5 separate regions of the Mus musculus genome follow, and regions 2, 3, 4 and 5 are each linked to region 1. Evidence: chromatin contacts called from public HiCAR-type and promoter capture Hi-C data. All regions are on one chromosome and are shown on one strand. The core of a region is the stretch at or near the end of the contact, and the rest is flanking DNA. Distances in the headings are between cores, read along the strand shown.

Region 1 (2,700 bases), core at 190-2,689:
TGGCAGGAGCGTTGCTTGAGTTATATCCACACAGATAGATGAAAGGTGACATTTATAATGGCCCAATTAATTTAGTCACTCTGAAAATGACATTTGATTTGGCACTTATTTTTTTTTTTTTCAGACAGATTTTGTGAGTTTGAGTGTTTTGCCTGCATGTTTGTACGTGTACTATGCACATGCTTGGTGCCTGAAGAAGTCAGACTAGGGCATCAAATGGTCTGGAACTGAAATTTCAGATGGCTTTGGCCTACTGTGAACTAAACGCAGGTCTCCTGCAAGAGTGCTCTCAGGTGCTGAGCCATCTTTGCAGACCTCCCGCACAGAACTTTAAAGTCAGGATCCCCCCCCCCCCCCCCCCGTCTATTCTCCGCAGTGCTCGACCACTCAGAGAATGCCTGGAAGGAATTGGCTCTGCTTCTGAGATTAAAAAATTGAGACAGTGTGTCTTTGCGAACCATTAAGGTGTTTCCGGAGGTGAGCCCCGGCGTCACGGGCTTCAGCGGCGGGTTTATCTTTGCATTTTATTTTGAATCTTTGTCCAGTTGGAAACTAACCAGTCAAGTAGCAATGCATCCTTCTGTGGGCATTGTCTCAGTCCCCCGCCACACGCACAGCACAACGACAGGTACACATTATGTGCAGTTGGAACACCCCCTCTTCCTTCAGTGAACAAGAGGTCCAAGTCATTTCTACCTGCTGTGAAGCCGCACCTGCTTCACCTGTGCCTTGTGGATGCTTCTCCAAGCCACAGCTATGGCTGTTTAATTAAAATCTGATGTACTTTTACTTTGGGAAGCTTTCAGAAGTAGCCCTCCTCTTTGATGCTGGACAGCCAGTTCCCGTTTTTTGTTTTTTTTTTTGTTTTTTTCACCTTACACACAAATCTTAAGAGATTGTACTGTAGCTGGAAACCCCGATGTGCCAACTCATGTTTTGTTGTTTTTCTTTTTTGGTAAAATGATTGCTCTGTAAGAGAAGACGCCAAACAGGTGAAAGCCATTTATCAACTGAGGAGGCTGCAGGCACATTGATGGTAAAGACAAACCAAAACGGCTCCTGGGAGCTGAATCTGGCAGTCACTCTGTAAGTTGTTGCCCTTAGACACTTGGTTGGTTAATTCTGGGGAAGCTGGATAGACATGCAGCTCATGCTGTTTGCAGAGCCTGAAGGTTCTGACTCCGATCTGACACCGCGTAAAGAAAGAGTCTTCTTGTGACCTTTTCGGGTGTGTGTGTGTATGTGACTTTACCAATAAAGCTGCTCACCGTGCTCTGCACACCCCAGGCACACTCTGGATAACACTTCCCGCTGCACCCAGAGGGTGCCGCTCCGGTTCCAGCCTCACCCCGTGGCTCTTGGTTACGGCTGTGTCCCCGAGGGATGCGCGCACGGTAGGGGGCGCCCTGGACCGGCTGGCTCCCTCCGCCCACGGGAGGCGGCCGCGGCGCACCGAGCCCGGGGCACTCGAGCGCACACCCGGGCGGGCCGCAGCGGGGAGGTGCGGAGCGCAGCGAGGGCGGCAGCGGGAGCCAGCCGCCGCCCCTGCGCTCCGGGGCTGCGGAGCGCATGGGGCGCGTGGAGCCAGGAACGCTTGCGGGCTGCGCACCCGGCCGCCTGCTGCGGTGAGACACGGCGCCGGACGCCCCCAGAGTCCGGCAGTCGGGAGGATGACCATGGCTGGCGGCCGGCGGGGACTAGTGGCCCCGCAGAACACGTTTCTGGAGAACATCGTGCGGCGGTCCAACGGTAAGAACTGCCTTTGGATTTCTGTCGCCCAGGTGGGTTTTGATTTTTTTTTTTTTTTTTTTTTTTTCTGAGTGCGGTGATTGCAGACGCCTCCCGCCTGGTGCCAACAGATGCGGGGGCATCCCGGAGCTCCGCTCACCAGCTTCTCTTGCCTGCGGGCCTGGGAGGTGGGCAGGGCTGGAGGGGGTCTAGTGTGCCCCATCTCTGGAGGAGAGATCTCTAGCCTACGCCTTTGGGGCCTTTTCCCGCGCCCTCCCGCTGTCCTCTCCAGGAAAGCCTGGCATTTGGTGAGAAAAGTCATGCGAAAAGTGGCTGCAGGCTGGCCACCTTCAAGCACTGCGCTCCTGATGCGCACTGGCCGCCTCCCCGCGGAGGCTCCCCGGGAGTCCTGAGGAGCAGGGAGGCCAGAGGTAGCAGCAGAGCTGGGCTACTGGTCCTGGCCCTGTTCGGGTGCAGGGACGTTGCCAACTCCACCTTCCATCCCTTAAGCAGGAAAGTCTGACCAGAAGAAACCCTTTGGCAGGGCTGTCTTATGCACCCTCGCCAACCAGCTAGAGCAAATGGCTCACGAAGGTCCGATGGTTTTTCTGGACTCAGCCGGGGAAACAGAGGGAACTAAGTGGTCCCGGGTACAAATTTGGCATCTATTGTCTCTTTTAAACCCTCCCAATCTTGTCCTCCATCACAAGCCGATTCATTACCCAAGAAACCTGTGCACAAGCACGAGGTTTTTGTAGCTGGGAGGAGAGAGTCCTACTATGACTGATGGAAGGGGAATAATTTTCGACACCTTTTTACTCAGAGATTGCAGTTTCCTATGGTTTATTAGCATGAAGCCCAGAAGGCGAAAAGTCCTCAGAGTAGCGATCCAAAGGGAGCTATCCAAACCTTTCCGACCCACAGCTTGCACATACAGTCCTGGAGATGGGGAGTTGCTGCATACACCTGTTC
Region 2 (2,700 bases), core at 185-2,684, 840 kb after region 1:
AAACAGTACTGAGAAGAATAAGGGTTGAACATGCTGTTCTGAACATCAACGATTACAGGTAGATTTTATTCTCCATCATCTTAGCAAATCATGTCAATGTGTCCCGTACTTAATCTCTAAATTGAAGTAAACATGAAACACACAGCTGAGTTAATTCTGGAGTTTGGTGGCTGGATCCTAAAGAAGCCCCCAGGCGTGTATACTAACAGAGACCAGTCACCTAAGGGAATTACTGTGCGAGGGGGAACACATTAAATGTAGGCAAGTAATGATTCAGCTACAGGTACTCTGTACAGGTCACGCAGGGAAGTTTTGGAAATCCTTTTTTTTGTACTGAGCTCATCTAAAATGGAAAACAAGATGCTGTAAGCATCACACCTGTGTGATACTAACTGCACAATATGCTCCTTAAAAGCAAGGCAAATTCCACTCCACTCCAACTCCATGCTCTCAGAATAAGAGGAAAATACACATCGGTACCACTTACCTTACCCAATTCGAATCAAGCTACTTGTGAAACATTTCTGTTGCCAATCTTCTGGGTGCGTTTGTCATAAATAGGCATTTGCCTCTCCCCGGAAAAAAGCAATTGTGAGGGTCAGATAAGAGGGTTGACCTCACGAAGATGTCCTGGCCCCCCTATACCCGTCAACCGAAGGGGACAGCGTGGTTATCATCGGCCCAGAAAGCCCGACAGGAGCAGCAGGATGAGCGGATCCCACAAGGGCAGCCTCCCGCTGCCGAACAGCACGGCGCTTCTCAATACCTCAGAGCCTCATTCACCTCAGCATCTCGGTATCTCAGCGCCCTAGTACCTGAGCATCTCACTCAGTACCTCAGCGCCTTAGTAACTGAGTCTCCTCAGTGCCTCAGAACCTCAGCGCCTCATTTACCTCAGAGACTCAGCACCTCAGTGTCTAAGTACCTAAGTCTCCTCTGTGCCTCAGAACCTCAGCGCCTCATTATCACCTCAGAGACTGAGCGAGTTGGCGTCTAAGTACCTCAGCGCCTTAGTACCTGAGCATCTCACTCAGTACTTCAGAGCCTTAGTACCTGAGCATCTCACTCAGTACTTCAGAGCCTTAGTGCCTGAGCATCTCACTCGGTACCTCAGCGCCCAAAGTGTGTAGGCCAGTGCTCGCGAGGGCCGCACGCCGCGCCTAGGCCGGTGTCCCGCATTAGCTTCCCTTACAGTCCGGACCCGCAACCCGCACCTCGGCCTCCTGGGCCCTGCGCTCGCTCGCGGGGCGTCTTCTCCGCGCATCGCTTGCCTTCCACTTACCTTCGATCGCCATGATGCGCTCGCCATGGACCGCACCAACCACGCAGGGAGAGCGGGGGTAAGTGCTGGAGCTTGCTCTTCTTAGGCCTCGGGCCAGAGGGGCGGGAACGCCCCGGGGCCAGGCAGCTGGGCCTCCAGGAGCTGGGGCGGGGCGGCGGGGTGGGGTCGAAGCTCCGGAGCAGGCGGCGCAGGAAGCGGAACCTTCCACGGTCGCGCACCGTCGGCACGTGACACCGCCCCGCCCCCGGCCCCTCTAGGCCCCGCCCCTCGCAACAACTATAGTTTGGCCCACAACCTCGACTTAACCCATTCCCATCTACCTTCCCAGGCCCCGCCCCCGAAATATCCACAACCCCGCCTACCACCCTGACCCGCCACGCCCGCCTCTTGCTGGCCACGCCCTCACCTCCCCCAACCCCCTCTCCCCCAGCCAGTGCAGGGTCTCAGGCGGGCGTTCCCAACAGGTGCAGACAGAGCAGAGAGCAGCCTCAGCAGCCAGCCTTCACCAGGCTTCCAGAGCGGCTGGACAAGCGGTCAGGACCACGGACAGGTCTCCGCACCCAGGAGGTGCCAGATTCCCTCTCAGCGAAGATCTATTCAGTTTGGTTTGGTTTGCCTGAACACTCACCTCAGATTTCAGCCAGCCAGTAGAGACAGCTTCGTGGCACAGCAAACCAGAAAGAGGGATCGTGAGGATAGTCTCTGTCTCTCCCTCCTTCCCTCTCTCTCTTCAGCCTCATTTCTAATGTGACCCAACTCCACAGGAGCCTGATGCCTCCTTGGAGGAACGAGTTCCCCATTTGTCTATGCATTGCAAGCACACATTTGAAGCCACACAATTGTAGGTGTTGCACAGACGTCTTGACAAAGGGCCTGAAATGCATGTCATGTACCCATTTTTAAGTTTGCAAGCCCTTGAGCATGTGAACACCCAAAAGCCAACCCCGAGCAAACTAGCTACCTAATCAGCCCCTCTCCACTGTTTATCCCGCTTCGTTTGGGTACTTTAAAGGCCGGATGGAGGAGCCTAGAAGGATAGGGGATTAGTGATTCTTCCTTGTGGAGAAGATGGTCACTCCTAGAACAGGTGGCTATATTAAGGACAGAAACAAAGAAGAAAATATTTTCCACTTATTATGTGAGGTTGGACTGTAATCTAGAGCAGAAACTGCCTTTCATTGCTTTTATATAACTTCTCCCTCAGTCGATTGATGCTCAATAGGCATCGATTCTTTAACATTTTTTTTCTACATTTGCTTATTTATTGGGGCAGGACCTTCGTGTGAAGGTTAAAAGACAGTTTGCAGAAGTTTGTTCTCATCACCATATGACCTCCAGGGATCAAAATCAGGTTGTCAGCCAGGCTTGGTAGCAAACATCTTTACCTTCTGAGACTTTTCCCTGACCCTGTTCTTTAA
Region 3 (2,700 bases), core at 122-2,621, 580 kb after region 1:
GACCTGGGATCACCAGGAGATCTTGCCAACTGCCAACCAGGGCCTTGACCTCACCTTCAGCTGGTGACTCTCCAAGAGAAAGCCAAGTAAAAACCAGGTAAAGCCTTTGTCCCCAAAGAAGGCTCCAAACCCCAGCCCCTAGCATAGACAATTCATTGGTGCTGGTGGCCTTGAAGGGTCTTGGAGAACACAGCTTGTCTTTCTGGGGTGCTGTCAAAACAACACATCCATCAGAACTGTCCTTAGCCAGCACATAAACCATCCTACGGGGAGAGAAATCACAGGGAAGTCGGAACATGAAGAATAGAAGCCAGAAAGAATGGACTTCTAGACCCTGAGTGAAAGCGCACAGCCCTTCAAAGCTTTCCCTGAGCCGCGTCCTGTGGCACTGGAGCAGATGCTCAGCTCTACATAATAGAACACCACACTGAACGGAGCAGACACACTGCATAACGCTGTCAGTCCCCACACGTAGAAGGCCCTGATCTAAAAGCGGCCAATAGCTGTTGAATCTGGGGGAGGAGAGCCTGCATAAAAACTGGTGTCTCCCAGTCTTGCCACTGAACAGATGAGGGAAACTAAGTCCAGAGAGTTTCTGGAAAGCGAAAGAGATCTTTAAACTGAGAACTGGGGCTCGGTGGTTAAACATTTGCTGCACGGGTTTGTTGGCCCAATTTCAACACACACACACACACACACACACCACGAAGAAAACAGAAATCTCTGAGCTGGGCCGGGTGGGGGCGTGGGGAGGGCCTGTAGGCGCCCTTCCTGCAGGGAGCAGCAGGGTTCTCGGTTCCCGGGACTCCGTGCCTTTGTGTCGCCGCCCTCCAGCACGCGGACACGGACACGGGAAGCGGAAACGCTATTGCGTTTCTCCCCCACGTCAGCGGCGAGCCTCCCACGACCTGCTGCGGCACCCCAGCCAGCCCCCTGTCTCCGCGCAGGTTAAGTCGTGGCAGCCTTTGCAACCACAGGCCCCTGCACGGCCGCCAGCTCCACGCGCGCCCGCCGCCAGCCCCCGCGCGCCCTCTGACCCTGCGGGGCCTCACCACCCACGCCCCCTCCTGCTCTCCACGCGCGCCCCCGATGCACGGCTTTTCCCCTGTCTGTCTCGCGCGGGCGAAATCACCTGGATCGCAGTGTGCAGAGCTGGGCGAGCGGGAGAGAAGGCGTCCCTGCACCCCGCCGCGCTGAGCCGCGGCCCGGGAGGGACTCGCGAGCACAGCGCGGGTCAGAGGCCGCGGGGGTGAGCGCCTGGCCTGAGATGTTGTGCCCGGGTTCCCGAACGCAGGATTGGCCAGGGCTCTGTACATTTACTGGAGCCGAATCATTACACAGGGTCCCACCAGAACCTCAGGCTCCAGGATTCTTCCGGTCCCCAAAGGAATGAGTCTGGGGCGGGGGTGTGTACGGCCTGCCCTGCTACAGGAAGATGACTTAGACCAGTGAAGGGCAGACTAAATAGAGCTGGAGAAATCTCTGCAAAACCGACTTTAAAATCATCTTCACTTCCACCTTCCCCAGCACCAACTAAAACAGCCGGACCAGGAGTGCCAGGTTGCCCAAAATAAAAACACAGGGTGCCAAGTTAATACTTTCTTGGTATCATATGGCCTTTGTTGTTTGGAAGACGTAATATACTTTCTAACAGTTCCTGGGGGTTGGAGAGATGTGGCTCAGTGAGTAAGGGTTTGCTATGCAAGTGTTAGGATCTGAGTTTAATCCCCACACTGAAGTAAAGAGCCAGGCATGGCTGGTGTGCCTGTAGCCCCGTCATTGAAGGTAGAGACTCTATCGAACCCCTAGATCCTGACCAGCTGCCTTAGTCTAAACAGGAAGCCTCCAATTAGAGGCTAATGCAGACCCTGCACCACAAAAATGAGGTGAGGCAAGAGGAAGATGTGGAAGCCTTGCTCTGGCCTCTTCAGGAGAGCACCCAACATGCATACAACATATATGTCTTGTATATTTGTAATAACAGTGTGCCTTGGTACCTGACAAGTCTGGTCACTGTAATAAAGCCCAGGGTTTGGCCCAGAAGGTGCCAAAGTGTTAGCTCTGCTCTGGGACAGTCAGAAGAGGTGGTCCTCTTCTGTGTCAGGTTCTAAATGGCCTGTTACTGTGGGTTCAATGCCATTTAAGTCTAACTCTTTTCTACATGTGCACAGTGCTCATTTGAAGACATAAAATAAAGTCAGGTTTGGCTAATGTAAATCAGAAACATCTGTGTAAGAGAAAATACTCCAGGCTTGTGACCCAGCTATACAGCCAAGACAGGAGGATCCGAAGTTCAAAACCAGGGCTACAGAGTGATTTTGACAAACTGTCTCAAAATGTAAAAGTAAGCATTGGCAGAGGAGACACAGCTCAGTGGTGGAGCCTTGCCTCACATGCAGAACACCCACAATACCAAAGCCCAAAGCAAGACTAAGCAATGAGCTGAAGAACGTGCCGGCGGGGAATATTCCAAGTGGTACTTCTTAGTACACGTGGATTTAAAACAGTTGATGGAAACATCAGAATCCAGTTGCACGTAGACAAGAGACTTGAGTGTGGGAGTGTATTTTGACAAAATTATCTTATATTCTAAGAGACTGGAAGCTTTGCTGGGCTTCTCGGGTGAAGTTAATAATATACATTGAGGTCACTCAAGACTACTTTCTAGTCGGCCTGTTTGTTTAACTTGCCTTTCAGAGA
Region 4 (2,700 bases), core at 168-2,667, 980 kb after region 1:
CTGGTCCTTTTTGGTATGAAGGTACCAGCATAGCACCACTGTAAAACCTCCAGTCTGGGTCTCCATTTTGCTGCCCATAACTTGGGGCCATTTGTCCAGGCTAGAGTTTTCTTAAGATTTCCTTCACAGAAGATATAGGCAAATTCCTTATGTCAACATTTGACCTTCCTATCTGCTGTAAGACTTCTCTGGAGAAAGGAACAAGGCACTTTCTAAGGTCCTAATGGCAGATGAGGGTACAGTTCCACCGAAGTTCAATCTGGGGTACCAAGGAGTCCATTAGGTTTACTTACAAAGCAGTGGGTCAGAGGTTATGGTCAGGGGCATGGGTGGCCTTGAAGCGGCCAGTAAGGATGTTAACTCACCTTTGGCTTCCTAGATGGTGTTCCCCTCCTTAGTTTTGCCCATCCTCCTTGAGGTATAGATAACTCCTTGAGGTATCATTCAATTAGGGTAGACTCTAACCTCAGAACTTCCGAGGCTGAGGCAGGAGGATTGTCATGTTTGAGGAATACATAGCAAGACATTGTCTCAACAAACAAATCCCCACCACAACAGTGTGGCTGTAGAGATGAGACCTGCTTTTTCTCCCAAAGATTTGAATTCCGTTCCCAAAGCCCGTGTTAGGCAGCTCACAATATTTTTAACTTATTCAGCTCCAGGTGACCCTACTCCCTTTTCTGGCTTCCTGGGCACCTGCACAAACTTATGAATGGAAATAAAAATCAATCTTTTAAAATAAGATGATCAGCAAACTGGACTCTCGGGCTTTGAGCTCCATGAAGAAGGTACAATGCAGTACCTCGGCACACTGAGAGTGAATACTCAGGCTGCAGACATACAGTTAGTAGTGTTTGGCACGCGTGAATTCCAGAGCTCAATCCCCAACGCGGCATAAACCAGAGAACGAGAAGTCCCGTTCCGGGCCAGCCCCTGCAACACATAGTACAACAGTACTGGCTCAGCAGTTAATGGCACTTGCTCAGCAGGCTGGCTTCCTGAGTTCAGTACCTCGGACCCTCTTACAAGGTGGAAGCGAGAGCTGACAGGGCGCCATTGTGCACGCCCACACAATAAGGCGATTTTTAAAAAAGGAGTGAATATGCATGGCCTTGGCATACCTGTCAAGTTCAGAATTTAGGTACATTAAAAAAATAATAATACAAAATAAAGCTTTACAGCATTGCCCACAGGAGAGGTGTCCCTTATTCCGCGGACTGACAACTGGCGGTCCCAGCGGCTTCTCCCCCACTTCCACTTCCGCCTCGCAAGGCCCGCCCGCAGGGGCTCTACCGGAAGGGGCGGGTCTAAGGTGGCTTTACCTCCCACTCCGTCCGCAGCCTCTTCAAAGGTTCTGGCTTGCGTTTGCTTTTCAAATGACGTCACGGAAAGGCGGAGTAAGCCAGTGCGCATGCACGTCAGGCTGTCTTTCCCTGGGCTTCTGCACACACTGTCGGGTTTTCACAGTACCGAGTGTGGGGCGTGGGAGGGCACTACGCCGCTGGCGGGCAGGCGGAAGGGCTTCCTGCGCCCCCGAACCTGCGGCGGAAATGCTAGCCGAGTGTCTTGAGGCAGAGCGCTTCCTTTTGTAACTAGTCTACCACCGCGTAGGCACGTGTGGGTAGGTGTGGCGGTGGGAGCGTGCCTTCCTAGAAGGGAAGAGGGTCCAGCAAGTGTTAAACTGGCTCGTGCCCCAGTTCTAGCGGCTTCTCTTACCTGAGTGTCGCAGGGTGAGGCGGTGATTACTCCGCGTTGTAGCTTATGCTGGTTTGATCAGGCTGCTGTGAGCGCTCTGTGGAGATCTGTCTGAGGAGCTGGCAATGGAGAGCTTACAGGCGCTGAAGTTTAGAGCCCAGAGTTCTGTCCCAGTTGGACAGTTTTGGGAGAAGTGGTAACTTTTGCTGTAAGGTTTGAATCCCAGAGCATAAATTGCACCAGGTAAAAGTTAGAATCGAAGCCAGAGACAATGTAAATGTGACTAGAAGGACGATTTCGTAAACTTAAGTCTGCCAGAGAAATGGGGTGCAGCATTGGTGACCCCATCTTGACAGTATTAACGATTTCCCCCTACCATATTGTTTCTAGGATCTTTCTCAAGTGCTGGGAGCTGAACTGTGTGTGGCCCAGGGAAAGGAACTGTGGCTAGCTAAGGAGGCCATATGTCATGTAACTTCCAGATCTTATGTCAACACCAAGCCCTCAGCTGCTGGTGGCAGCTGCTCAGCAGACTCTGGGCATGGGCAAGAGAAAATGCCCACCTCGAGCTACCTGCCTTCACCTGGCAGGAGAGGTGCTGGCTGTGGCCCGCGGGCTGAAGCCAGCTGTACTCTATGATTGCAACTCTGCAGGAGTATTGGCGCTCCAAAGTTATCTGGAGGAACTACAGGGGCTGGGCTTCCTGGAGCCAGGACTTCACATTCTTGAGATTGGAGAGAATAACTTTATTGTCAGTCCTGAGTATGCCTGTCAGCATTTGGAACAGACACTGCTTGGTACTGTAGCTTTCGTGGACGTTTCCCGCTCCCAACCTCATCCTTCTGTCCGGTCGGTGGACCAGCTCCCGGACTTGAAATCTCTCATAGCTGACGTCATCACACGTTTTCGAGGACTTAAGAAAGATGTGTCTCAGGGAGTCTCCTACACCAGGCTACATTCCTCAGACTGGAATCTCTGCACTGTATTTGGGATACTCCTGGGATA
Region 5 (2,700 bases), core at 33-2,532, 660 kb after region 1:
TGTTGGGGGTTGGGAATGCAGGTGTGTGTGTGTGGGGGGGGGGACGGACACGACTAAGGAGGTCAGAGGTTTCCCACTGGGAGCTTTGGGGTTAGCATTCTCAGTCCAGGCCCTAGGAGGGGTACAGGGGTGTGACGGGTCCCTTATCCAGGGTCTCAAACAGACGCACCCTGGAGACTGGTATCACTGCCCTTAAGCCCTTTTCTGGACCGAGGGCACCGTCCGGCTAGCCGCTGGCCGCAGGGAAAAGTAAACAGCCCAAGTGTCTGGGAACAAAGGCAAGTTGTCTTCCAAGGTGCTGGAGCCCAGTGCCTCTCCTGAAGAATAAGGGCTATCATTATTCGCTCTTTCTAAAAACCAAGTTTCCTTCTATGGGAAATACACGCCAAGGTGGGATTCCAAGGCTATGACTCACAGCGGCTGGCGGGGCCACACTCCAGCCCGCAGCTGCCCTGGTCCTTCGCCGAGCTGCTGCCGCCCGCGCGGTACGCGCCGCTGGAGCTAGGGGTGGACCTTGGTGCCCCGCTCCTGCGGCCCGGCACTCGGGAAAGTTGCGGGGCCGAGGAGACTGCTAGAGGCGGGGGCGTGGGCCTGGCAGCCCGCGGGGAGGTGAGCCGAGGACAGCGCCGCCCGCAGCCAGGAGCAGGGGCGGGCGCGGAGGTGGCGGGGGACACAAGGTGTCAGCTCCGGCAGCGGCGCCTTGTTCCGCGGAACGCGCATCCCTGCGCCCCGCAGGCCCTCCTCCCTACCCTCTTGGCCCCAGGCCGACCCTCCTGCTACCCGGGGAAACCCGACTCGCCGCCACGGGGTCTTCGCCCACCGCCCGGGTCGCCTCGTGCGCGCCGCAGCTCCCGGGAAGGGCGCGCGACCCCGGAGAGCGCGCGCCGCCCCCGCGCCCCGCTGTGTCCAGCTGCGCCCTAGCCCCACGCGCGACCCTCCCCGCCCCCGCGCGCCCTGGGGTCACGGCTCTTACCGCGCGCCCCGCGCTCCAGCCGCCGCCGTCCTCCGCGCGGCCGCCGCTGCCCACGCGCCTCCCGGGCCCAGTCGGCGTGGCCGGGTACGCGGCGGCCGAGGTCCCCGCAGGTCCCGCCGCCGCCGCCGCAGACGGTTATGGAAATGAGCCGATGTGTCTGGCGAGGAGCGCGAGAAACCCGTCAATCCTGTTTGCCATTTCCCCGCGGATTTCCGAGCCTGGCTCTGCTGGATGCCCCCGGGGCGAGAGGGAACCTGACAAGCGCGCTCCCCGCCTCCCTCCGCTCTGCCAGATCGCGGGGCGCCGCGCCCCCGCCCGCCCTGCCTCCGCCCCCGCTCCGCCTCCGCCCTCGGGGCCGCGCGGGCCGCTCCCGCCCGCAGCCCGGACCCCACGCGCGCAGCCCGCGGGAGGCAGGGGCTGCAACGCACGAAGCGTTCATCGCAACCTGCCCAGACGTCTTGTCTATTTTTTAGATTTTGCTTTAGTTTTCTTATTGTGTGTGCGTGTGATTTGAAAAAAAAAATCTGTGCCTTTCCCACCCCTTACTAAAGACTTTCTTCCCCTCTGTACAGCACACGGAGATGAGAAACAGATGTCAGAGCTGGACTGAGCCTTTGCGCTCCCCCGCCCGCTCGATCCCTTCCCCAGCAGCCTGGGTGTAACAAGGCAGCACTCATCCTGCGGCCACGTGAACTGGCAGCTACTGGGTGCGGATCCCCGTGGGGGAAACCTACAAGAAAAACAAACAGACAAACAAACAAAAACTAATAAAGAAGCTTGCCCTTGGTGGAAAGGCTGTGACAGGAGCTCAAGTCATTTTATTTTATAAATAGTGATTTCCCCCCCCTCTTCTTGTAGTGGATTCTATTGGAGTTAGTTTTTGTGTGGATTTTTATTGTTTTGTTTTTGAGACTGGGTCTCACTGTGTAGACCAGGCTGGACTTGAACTTTTAGAGATCCGTATGTCTCTGTCTACCAAGTGCCACCAAGCATGGCTGGGTTTTTCTTTAAAAGCAAAACAAACAAACCGCAAACACATTGATTCATAACTGCTGTCTGGGTCCCTCTGTCATGAAGAGGTCACTTCTGGTGCAAAGAAGGAAGAGGTTTAGAGAGGTAGACCGTAACAAAGCGCGGGTGGGGGAAGGGAGGCACCTGTGCAAAGTGTTAAGAACTGCTACTATGCCAGATGCGCTGAATGTGACACAGTTCTTTATAGCAGTGATCCTCCCGCCTGCAAGATCCAGGCCTCTGACTGCCTGGTCGCTGCGAATCCAGGAGGCGCACAGACTGCAAACCAGGGGGAGAGGATCAGCGCCTGCAGATTGAGCTCCATCTGATTTGCATGTTTATTTCCTAGAATTGTAATTAAATTTGTGTAATAAATGTTTTCCATTTCATTTGTACACTCAAAATTTGGGTGACTGACATGCAGCTAAGTGAATTTCCTTTTTTTTATTTTATGAAGTAAATGTGCCTTATTCAATAAAGTAGCAAATATTAACCATCGTCAGGACTAATCTATTTAGAAAGTGTTTCTATTGAACTCTGTGCATCAAAGACACAAAAATTCTTAGGGTATCAGGACACCAAGAGAACAATGCTGAAAACAGGAGGCCGTGGCCAGCATATTTCAGTTTTTCCAAAAGACAGTCCAGGGTTGCACGCCTGAGATTGGGCTTTCTTGGGTTCATTCCAAACCATGTTAAATTGCCCTGACTCATGCC

Evidence for each region. Promoter capture Hi-C pulls out the DNA fragments that hold promoters and counts their contacts. HiCAR-type assays count read pairs that join an accessible place to other places.
Region 2: a contact with region 1 is called in a promoter capture Hi-C map of the HPC-7 cell line, with 13 times the contacts expected there. The contact joins the promoter of Syt14 here to the promoter of Kcnh1 in region 1. A contact is called at or near these places in 15 of 39 promoter capture datasets (the 3T3-L1 cell line, 3T3-L1-derived adipocytes, the HPC-7 cell line and 10 more) and 2 of 115 datasets of contacts at active chromatin or transcription factors (astrocytes and embryonic stem cells).
Region 3: a promoter capture Hi-C map of stem cell-derived epiblast-like cells shows a contact between it and region 1, with 9 times the contacts expected there. The contact joins the promoter of Hhat here to the promoter of Kcnh1 in region 1. A contact is called at or near these places in 21 of 39 promoter capture datasets (the 3T3-L1 cell line, 3T3-L1-derived adipocytes, the HPC-7 cell line and 13 more), 2 of 484 Hi-C or Micro-C datasets (B cells and the HPC-7 cell line), 1 of 115 datasets of contacts at active chromatin or transcription factors (embryonic forebrain) and 1 of 9 other capture datasets (pancreatic islet).
Region 4: a HiCAR-type map of astrocytes shows a contact between it and region 1, with 2.5 times the contacts expected there. The contact joins the promoter of A130010J15Rik here to the promoter of Kcnh1 in region 1. A contact is called at or near these places in 7 of 39 promoter capture datasets (the 3T3-L1 cell line, embryonic stem cells, hippocampal neurons and 3 more), 1 of 115 datasets of contacts at active chromatin or transcription factors (astrocytes) and 1 of 9 other capture datasets (embryonic stem cells).
Region 5: a promoter capture Hi-C map of liver shows a contact between it and region 1, with 6 times the contacts expected there. The contact joins the promoter of Sertad4 here to the promoter of Kcnh1 in region 1. A contact is called at or near these places in 17 of 39 promoter capture datasets (the 3T3-L1 cell line, the C10 cell line, the HPC-7 cell line and 10 more), 2 of 484 Hi-C or Micro-C datasets (embryonic stem cells and ventral hippocampal neurons), 2 of 115 datasets of contacts at active chromatin or transcription factors (craniofacial prominence and forebrain) and 1 of 9 other capture datasets (embryonic stem cells).

The regions. Positions count from the first base shown.
Region 1 is chr1:192,189,338-192,192,037 of GRCm38.p6, forward strand. Kcnh1 (potassium voltage-gated channel, subfamily H (eag-related), member 1) reads left to right here and starts at 1,440. Exons shown (of 11, transcript NM_001038607.2): 1 at 1,440-1,749. The coding sequence starts at 1,671.
Region 2 is chr1:193,034,341-193,037,040 of GRCm38.p6, forward strand. Syt14 (synaptotagmin XIV) reads right to left here and starts at 1,435. Exons shown (of 8, transcript NM_181546.3): 1 at 1,283-1,435. The coding sequence starts at 1,295.
Region 3 is chr1:192,769,848-192,772,547 of GRCm38.p6, forward strand. Hhat (hedgehog acyltransferase) reads right to left here and starts at 1,372. Exons shown (of 12, transcript NM_144881.4): 1 at 1,133-1,372.
Region 4 is chr1:193,172,160-193,174,859 of GRCm38.p6, forward strand. A130010J15Rik (RIKEN cDNA A130010J15 gene) reads left to right here and starts at 1,418. Exons shown (of 2, transcript NM_181048.3): 1 at 1,418-1,621; 2 at 2,086-2,700. The coding sequence starts at 2,183.
Region 5 is chr1:192,854,470-192,857,169 of GRCm38.p6, forward strand. It overlaps Sertad4 (SERTA domain containing 4), which reads right to left and starts at 1,283. Exons shown (of 4, transcript NM_198247.2): 1 at 974-1,283. It overlaps Gm15867 (predicted gene 15867), which reads left to right and starts at 459. Exons shown (of 2, transcript NR_131748.1): 1 at 459-609; 2 at 1,546-2,387.